2 separate regions of the Manis pentadactyla genome follow, and region 1 is linked to region 2. Evidence: chromatin contacts called from public Hi-C data. All regions are on one chromosome and are shown on one strand. Each heading gives the region's core, a stretch centred on a gene start, on an enhancer-like site or on the middle of the called end of the contact. The rest is flanking DNA. Distances are from core to core; before and after follow the strand shown.

Region 1 (4,645 bases), core at 1,758-4,257, 350 kb before region 2:
AGAGAGAAGGGTACCTGGCTGGGCTGTGATTCCTGATCCCTGTGTTCAGGCCCAGCCTTAGAGCAGTACAGTGGTGCCCGGCTGCTGTGTTAGCCCTCAACTCCTTCATAGGTGCATAGCCAAATGTTGATGAGTGTAAAATATTTATGCCACAATTTATTACCAAGGTGCCTATCAGATCCAATATGAGCTCTGAGTTAATTGTGTGACCCAAGGAGGATGTAAGGATAGGATAACTTTCAAAGAAAGACCACATATCTGTCAGAACTTTTGGGAGCTCTGTCAGGTTGGTAAGAAGTTTTTCTCAAAATTAAACCTAGAGCTAAAGGACGGCCAGAACAGAGTCCCAGTGATGACTGTCACATGAGAGACTTTCTTCTAGGAATTATCATTTAACTATTGTGGGTTAGTTTATTTCTTCAAATGTGTTGCCATATTTTCTAATATTTACAAGTATTTTAAGCACAACAAAATGAGATTTATTGGACCGATGGGATTTTACAGGCCAGTGGAAAGGTCCGCATTGCCAAATCTTGTTCCTAATGGCTCCCAGTTGCCTCAGATTTTTAAATATGAAGCAATCATTTTCACTTCATAATTAGAAAGTTTTTTTTTAAAAAAAGGACTAAAATGAAGGTTCACAAGAGATTTAATAGATTTCATAGATTGCTGTAAATAAATCTTCAAGTATAAATGTCTTAAGGCGACCATTTCATCCTGAAAAGCACAGAGAGAGACTAGATCCCTAAGTGGGTGGGGATGGAAAGTGACGGGGAACAGGAAGAATAGTAAAATAAGAACCAGCAAGGCACAGTGCTTGGCCCATGGCAAGTAAGCGTGTAATACACCTGAGCTATTATTTTTTATTGAGTACTTATTATGTATCAGGTGCTATATGAAGTACTTTACATAAAGTGTTTCATTTAATTCTTTCAACAGTCCTGCGAGGTAGATAGTGTTTTTTGAATGTATGGTTACAGAAACAGCCTGAGGCACACCGTTCTTGTCACTTGTTCATTTTGGTAGAAACAAAACTTCAATGAAGAAGCTTGCTCCAAAGAGCATTCATGGCACCACCGACACTGTGGGGAACCATAGAGACAGAAAACAAACTTAAGAGCCTTTACAGTTTTGCTGACAGTTGGCTGTACATGTGCCCAATGGTGCTTGAATAAAAGAATTTATATGTATGTGTCTTAAGGAAAACTACAGTATTAAGAAAGAGTGATCTTAAGATTAATATTTCTTCATTTTGCAGAAGAAAGAGCATCTGTGTTGTTCAGTTTTGATGGTATCTGTTCAGTCATATTTGTTACATCAAGGAATTTCTTCAACTGCATATTTTCATCTTTAATTCTTTTGTTAACTCTTTAAAGTCTTGACAGTAAGGGTCAGATTTTTCTTAATTTGATGGTCCCTGTTTGTGTGTGTGTGTGTGTGTGTGTGTGTGTGTGAAAGAAAGAGCGAGAGGGAGAGAGAGAGAGAGAAAGGAAGAGTTTAAAAAATGTTAAGTATATATTTTAAAGTAACTGTGTTTAGAGGTTGTAAATTTGGGGGGTAAGGTCATGTTGTATATTTCCTTTGTTTTCTCCACAGTGTTAGCATAATATTGAGCCCTAAGCTGAAGCATAATACTCATTACCTTGAATTGAGGGAGGATTGTCTTTTATGTTTAAGGTACTCTTAAGACCTAAATGCAGTTTTATTTTTCAAAGGTTTCAAAATTTATTTGAGGGGCACTTATAAAATATTGTTACCAAACAATGCTGATATTAATATGTCTATTAAGTGCATTATATTTATGGGCATACATGCATGAGGCAAATATCACCATTAAAAAATTACCTTTTGTAGAATAAAAGTAAAGGTAGCACTTTCCAACATTTCTGAAATCTCAAGCATGGAATTTCAGAATTTAAGGACTCTTGCTCCAACTCTTATTTTCTTTCTGACAATCAGAAATTCACAGAAGTAGATATTCTTTAAAGTTGATCTGAAAATTTTGGCAAATTGGCAAAAGAGAGAAAAGTGCTGAACCCTTGCAAAAGTGGCTGCTTTACTTAACTATACAGGGTATCTTACGCTTCAGATCAAGCAAGGATGCTGATCGTTTCTATGCTTAAAAACTACACATATGTGAATAGTCACACAATCAGGAGTGCTATTTCTTTGTACATGATGGAAAATGAAGGACGGATGCACGAAGTTTCCGTTCCTAGCAGGACATCAATTTAATAGAGGGGGAAAGAGGCGGTGAATTCTTTTCCAGACGCGGGGGGAGGTGGCGGCGGCGGCGACGGCGGCGGCGCGGGGCTGCCGGAGTTAAAATACTACCCGGTCGGTCTTTTCTCCCTAAGACCAACTGGAAAAGAGCTACTTTATTTGAAATCACCATTAAAGACGCGTCATGGGGAGCTGCATTGGCTCATAGTACAAGCAAATCTGTGTTTTCTAGGGGCTTTCATTTAAGACGTAATGTGAGAACCACTGCAGGCTCAAATTAAGGCAGGCAGCACACTAACCCTTAGATTCTCGGGTAGGGAGGATTTCTCAGGTCAGTGGGGTTCAAACTGTGCCAGTTATTGCTTGTTTTCATTGTTGCCCAGGCGGTGTAGATGGGGACGTGAGACCAGGACTGCGGGACGTGCGTGCCCGCGTGTGTGCACCTGAGTGTGCGCGCGTGTGAATGAGCGTGTGCACGCGTGCATGTGCGAGCCGAGTGTGCGCTCGCGTGTGCGCGCGGAGTGTGCAGGGGATGGAGCGTCCGCTGGGTGGGCTTCACGAGTGGGAGCAGGTGGCCGGCTGGGCAGCAGCTCGGGCCGGGCCAGGGCGCCAGGCGAGGGTGGCGGCGCCCGGCCCCGGCCCGGAGCGGGCTGGCGGACAGGCGGGCGTCAGCGGCCGGGGCGCGGGTCTCCGGGGCGCGAGGGCGCGAGGCCGGCCGGGGAGGTGCCTGCTAGCCGCGCCGGGTCACGTGGCGCAGTCACGTGGCGCGGAGCCGGGCCCGGCGGCGGCCGCGGCCGAGGGAGGCGGAGACTCGGCGGAGACGCGGGGGGAGGCGGCGGCGGCGGCGGCGACGGCGGCGGCGCGGGGCTGCTGGAGGCGGAGGCGGAGCGGCGCGGAGGAGCGCGGGCCGCCGCCACGGCGCCCGGAGGTGAGTGGCGCGGGGAGCTGTCGTCGCCGCCCCGCGCGGGGAGGCGAAGGGCCGAGCGCCGCCCGGAGCGCCCTCCCGGCCCGGCCAGGCGCCGGTCCCCTCGAGGCGGCGCACGGGCCCCCGGCCCCGGCCAGGCCCCTCTGCTGGGCGCGGGCGGGCGGCTCGGGCGGGCTCTCCCGAGGGCGCGGCGGGGAGCGGGCGGCGGACCCGGGCTGCGGGCGGCGCTTGCTGCTGCTCGCCGTTTTAGCCCTTTGTTTCACGTATAAGAAAATGAGGCGAAAGAGGAGCTTGCTGTGTGTGTGCGTGCGTTCGTGCGTGTGTGAGTGTGTGTGTAAATCAGGAGGCGTTTGGCTTGGAGCCATTTTTTTTTCTTAATTGTGGAGACAGAAAATCCCTTAAAACGGTTTCCCCAGGGAGCCGGGGCCGCGCCCCTCCTCTTCCTCCCCTGCGTCTGGATGGAGTGGGTTTCCCTCCCCGCGGCTGCCCACCTTCTCGTCTCGGTCTGGGTCCCTCTTCCCCTTCCTGCCCGCCCACCGCCGTGGAGCCCCCGAGCAAGCGGGTGTCTGCAAAGCGGCCCGGTCACCTGTCGTGGCAGCTGCATGGAAATGCTGGCGCTTCTGCTGTCTGGTCTGTGCCGTTTCCTCTGGCAAATCACAAAGATTCCGCTTAGGATACCAACCCTTCGTCTTTTCCCTGGGTTTGAAAACAGAGTACATGATGCAGGTTCTGAAGTTTGACCCGCTTGGGCAGTTAAGTAGCGAGAGGTGTCTACTTTTTCCTGTCACACCACTTCAGGGTTGGCAATGTGAAGGCCATCTCGCTTTGTGGAAGGAAATGAGGGTGACACAGTCCTACCGGGGCTGGATGTGACTTACCTGCTAGATTGCTGTGGCGATCAGAAAGCCTTCTAAGCTTCTCTCCTTGGGCTCAGGCACTCCCTTTTGCAGGAGGCTGTTGCCTGTATTTCTCAGTTTGGGGGCTCTTCGTATTTTGCAGCTCAGCGGCATCTTAGGGATACCCACTAGGCAGGTTTTAGAAAAAAGCACAGGTTAAGTAATTTATTTCTAAGCTTTTGAAGAATGTAAAAATCCGGATGGGAGCGGGGGTCCCTTTCTTAGTGCCTCTGTCTCAGGTTTCCGTTTCTTGGTAGGATCTTGCAGGCAAGGCCACTGGGAATGGTGCTGTGTGCCGGGAGAGTGCTCATCAGGTCCCGCAGCACAGATTGCTGGGGTTTGAGGCTGTGATGGATGTGAAGTGACAGGGCACCTTGCACACAGCCACGCTGCAGTCCAGGGAGCAAGAGCGGGCTGGCGGGGCAGTTTGGAAGCTGATCTCAGCATTGTGCCATGATAGCCACAGTCAGACTGGGAGGGTCTCAATCCTCTGCCTGATTTCTTGATAGTTTCCTGTCTTGGAAATGAGTATATGAATAAATTGTGAATAGCCAAATCTAGTGTGTTTTAGTCCTCAATTTAAAGAATAGCACTTAATTTG
Region 2 (4,639 bases), core at 867-3,366:
AGGTCTGGGAACAGTACTTAGCACTCGACATAGCTTCCAGAGGGCAGCCCTGGGCCCTCGGTGTGCACCCTGCTGGAATAAAGGCTGAGAGCCCCGCTTTGGCAGTGTTTTCCTATGTGCCAGGGTGCTGGGCCCTGTGGCCCTTTCCCAGCAGTACTCCTGCTTTCCTGGAGGACCAAAAGCTGCCTGCCTGAAACCCTCTCACTTGCTGTACTCAGAAGTCATACTTGGAGACAAAGCCAGCTCACCAAGTTAATGAAAAATTTTTAGTATCTTAGAGATTAAATTATTTCTTGGAGTTTAAAGGATCCTACCTAGGGACTTCCAATTATCCTAAACCATACAGGAAAATCCCTGTATGACTTTCCAGGTGGTTAAAATGTGTAAGAAATTGTGGGGCATTTCAGTGGACTTAGTGGAAAGTAGAGCAGTTGTACAGAACCCACTGGGCAGTTTCAACTTCTACAGAAAAGATGAAAATAAGTTGAGAGTTATAAAGGTCCAGCTAGCTACATGATTAGAGGCTATGCAGAAATGGCTTCGTTCAGAGGCTGTCAGCACTGGCATGGATTAGTAAATACCTAAGGCCTGCCTAGTAGAAGGAAGATAGTCATGATCTCACCCTCCCTGGCTTTCCCTGGTGTAAAACAGACCATTAAGTTCAGACCCTTCATTTCACAGACATGCAGTTGCAATCTGGAATAATGAAGTCACTCAGCCACCTCACTGGTTAGAACCAGAATCAGAATGGCAGTATTAAGAGCTTTCTCTTACATTGCCATTTCCTTTTTTAAAGTTTTACTCAATATTCCTATAATATAAGCTTTTCCAATATTATATTAGTAAAAAGTTAACAGGGAAAAGCTTTTCAGGTGCTAGCTGCTCCTAAACCACATCTTCTCTATATTATTCACTTGATTGCTACCAGCCTTTAAACACTGAGGGTGACACTGTCACAGAAAACTTAGGCTAGTTAGGAAATTAGATGAAAACTGAAACTCTAGGATCAGTCGTTAAGCCTTAGATTTTTTTTCCCTCAAAAAACTCTTGCTTAAACTAAATTTCAAAACTGTTGAAATATCCTTGCAAAATTCATAAATTTTATTTATAACCACCGGGAGGTGGTTTCCGTGGCTGAATAATACTTAGGATTCAATTTACTTGAATTTCAACAAAAAGTATTTAGCAAGAAATAAATTGGAACTATTCTTCTGTAATAGCAGCATCCATCACCTATATTCCCTGAATGCTTGCTAGCTTGAAGGCAAGCCATCTTAACAGCACACTATCACAATAAATGTCTTCTGCTTGGCAAAGAATTGTGTGCTTTACCTACTGCTTCACTGAAGCAATGAGATTAACTTTTTCCAACAAATATGAGCTATTTACTGACATCTCAAACTGAAATGAAATTTAAGTGACGGTGGCCACTGTGCGCGTGAGCACCGCCCTGCAGATCAAGGTGTGGGACGGAAGACAAAGGCAGGTCCTCCTATTGTGCACTTCTGCATTTTGCAGGCAGCCTGAAGAGACTTGAGATGTCACCATAAGTGCGTGAAACGCCTGTCACTCTGGAGACTAGAGTTAAAATATCAGCAGACGAGGCAGTCTTCGCCACTCCTAGACGTGGAGCACCTTCTCCAGGGTGCGGGGCGGCGGGATCTGGGGCCAGGGGTCAGGCCGGCATTGAGCGGGCACCGGGAGGCGCGGCGTGGTGCCCCCGGCCTGGCCGCAGTGGGGAGACGTCCCGGGCTGCGAGGCCCCGCCCGGAGGAAAGATGGGCGCGCGTCGCCGCGCGGGGGGCCCTTTCACGCCCCGCCCCCCGGGTAGGGTGACAACGCCCCAAGGAGGCCGGGCCGGGGGGCGCCGCCAGCCTGCGCCGGTTACGGCCCCCGCCCTCGCTCGGACGCAGCCCGACCGCCTACACACACCCTGGGCTGCGGCCGCGCACCCGCTCCGGGGGCTCTCGCGGTGCAGCCCTCCCGTCGCCGACCCGGCGGTTACCTCCTCTGCAGCCTGAAAGTCTTCCATCTTCCCTCCGGCGCGTTGCCTGGGCCGCCAGGAGTAGAGCGCACTGCGCAAGCGCACTCAGGCCCCGCCTCCGCTCCGGCCCCGCCCTCTCCAGGGCCCCGCCCCCGCCCGGCTCGGCGTGGGCCTCGGCTTCGGGACCTGCGCGGCGGCGGGTGGCACTCGGGCTTAGTTCCTCCTCCGGGGTCAGGGAGATGGTCTCCGTGGGAACCCGCCGGAGGAGCCCTGCAGCTCCCGGGGCTGCAGTAGCTAAAACAAGCCGCAAAACCCGGTCCCGGAGGGGGAGAGTCGTCCTGGTCCCTCCCTCAAGTTTGTACTGCTTGGATTAATTGGAACGTTAAAATGGTCTCGGATTCCTCGTAACAAATCATACAGTGATTTCTGAACAGGATGGGAGGTGGGGGATATTGATTACACTCCCCCTGGGGATCCAGAATTAGGGAATTTTAGCTCCGACAGAGACCCTTCTTTGGGGTTACGTTTTCCATATAAATGAGATTTTTTTTTCTTTAAGCAACATTAAAAAAAACATTCTGGATGAACTATTTTGTAAAATGCTGCACAATTCCTGGCTGTCTTAACCTGAGTGATGTGATTTGTATACAGGGGTCTTTATGAAAATTCGTAATTGCACAAGCCTTGGGGACAGTGATTTCCAAGGTAGACTGGGGTATGTGCACCTGTTTGCATGTACTCTGAGGCTAAGACCTCTGACTTTGGGGGTTGCTTTTTCTGGTTTTACCACGCCCTGGAAGTCAAGTTGTCACTTCTTACCTCTCCAAAGCCCGGTTGCTAAAACCCACTTTCCATCCCCCGGGAAGAGTTGACCACTAGCTAAGTGTGTTAGGATTATGTGCAAAGCAAGAGTGAACAGGTTCTGAGTGAACATGTGCAATGGAAGACTGCGGGGTTTGGAACATCTTTTATAAATTGCTCCACAGCTTTTTAGGAACTTTCTAATTCAAATGAGTGTCCTGAATGGCTTCTGGGATAGTGCGTCGGGAAGGCAGAGACTTTAAGTTACATTATAACTGAAAATCACTGGCATGTGTATAAATCAACAGAAAACATGTAAATGTGAATTTTAAAAAATTGTATATGACTTTAACTTATATGCATTTGGGTACCACAGTCCAATTTCAACTATCAAAGAACATTCGCTAAATGATCGTGGCATATGGCATGTGGAGTCTGCCCTAGAAATGGATAAATTGGTCTATTTTCAGATGTTTGTTCACCTATTCAACACAATGCATCGAGCACTCTTGCATCAGCCCATGAGCTAGAGCTGAAGCTACAAAGTTGACTAAGCTATGGTCTCCACGGAGAGTTTTTAAAAACGAATTATCAATAAATAGGAAGATTTGAATTCTCTGTGATCAGTGATATTGAAGTGCTTGGCAGACCTCAATAATAGGGTATGGTATTCTGCCCAATTGGTGTACACTCTGTAAGGCTAAGGAATTTAAAGTCACTATGGCATTTGACAGTTCACTAGCTGCCATTTCCAGCACCCCTGATCTGCCAAGAATGAATGTCCATCAGAAGTACTGGCCTATGAACACACTGACTCATAGCTGCTCATAAATCTAACAGCCATATTTTAGAATAATGTTGTTTCTGTGCAGTAAGTCAGTGGAGTGAATATTGGGTTTTTTTCCATTGTGGGGGTTAGCCATAGGTTGGCAGATGTTGTATGCTTTCTTCTTTGAGTCAATTCTCTTAAATACAGACTGTAGAAATAGTGATAGGTGCTGCTGCTGCCTTTATTTAGCAAGTGTGCATCTATAATCATAATCATGTCACCTCAATACATAACTCCGACAACCACAGTCTGGTCTCACAGTGTTGTTGATGGTCTGAAGCCCTCTTCCATCTCAGTCCAATCCTGTGGGTGTGGGAGTTTTTCTTCCTTTGCCTGTGCCTTGGAGTGTGTTACTGAGATCCACTGTGGAGTCATGGTAAGTCAATCTTAGTAATGACAGTGTGATGACGGTGATGACAGATGACAAGCCGAAACACTCAAGCCTGAGGAGTGTAATGTTGTAATGGGAAAGAAGAGAAACTTGTGGCCGACACATACATAAAGTGAGAGTCCTATGCTGAGATACAAGCTAACAAAATTAGCTGAGAGCTGTCTGTACTTAGGTCTGCTGTCAGCTGGGAAGCATGGGCACAGTGGGGCTGAAATACCATCTGGTAATGATGTTGCTCTGAGCCCCTCTTCCTCCCGGTCCTGGCTACCCCGGCCCCTTCCCTGGAACCCCAGCCCTAAGATCCAACCACTGAGAGGCAACTCACGGCACAGCAGGGGCCTCCAGCTGGCATTTCTTCTTACTGGCTGATGGATTTCCATGCTGTATAGTAATTATTAAATAATTTATCAGTTCTGTTTATATGAAAATAATAACACAATATCAGACAGCATGGGTTAGTTGCAGAAACAAATGACTCTACTCTAGGGTCTTGGTGGTTGACAATAGCAAAGATGTATTTGCCACTCGCACTACGTGGCTGTGCCCCGTATCTTCCCCACGCTGGGACCCGGCTCATGGAGCAGCCTGACTCCTCATGAACAGAGAGGGGACAGAAAGGGCATGGTGGCCTGAGG

What was found. Hi-C and Micro-C count contacts between places; a contact is called where the count stands out from the background.
Region 1: a Hi-C map of fibroblasts shows a contact between it and region 2, with 2.2 times the contacts expected there. The contact joins the promoter of TULP4 here to the promoter of DYNLT1 in region 2. A contact is called at or near these places in 2 of 3 Hi-C or Micro-C datasets (fibroblasts and skin fibroblasts).

Annotation. Positions count from the first base shown.
Region 1 is chr12:37,056,274-37,060,918 of mManPen7.hap1, reverse strand. It overlaps TULP4 (TUB like protein 4), which reads left to right and starts at 3,007. Exons shown (of 15, transcript XM_036886749.2): 1 at 3,007-3,151.
Region 2 is chr12:36,703,263-36,707,901 of mManPen7.hap1, reverse strand. It overlaps DYNLT1 (dynein light chain Tctex-type 1), which reads right to left and starts at 2,116. Exons shown (of 5, transcript XM_036886806.2): 1 at 2,005-2,116. The coding sequence starts at 2,031.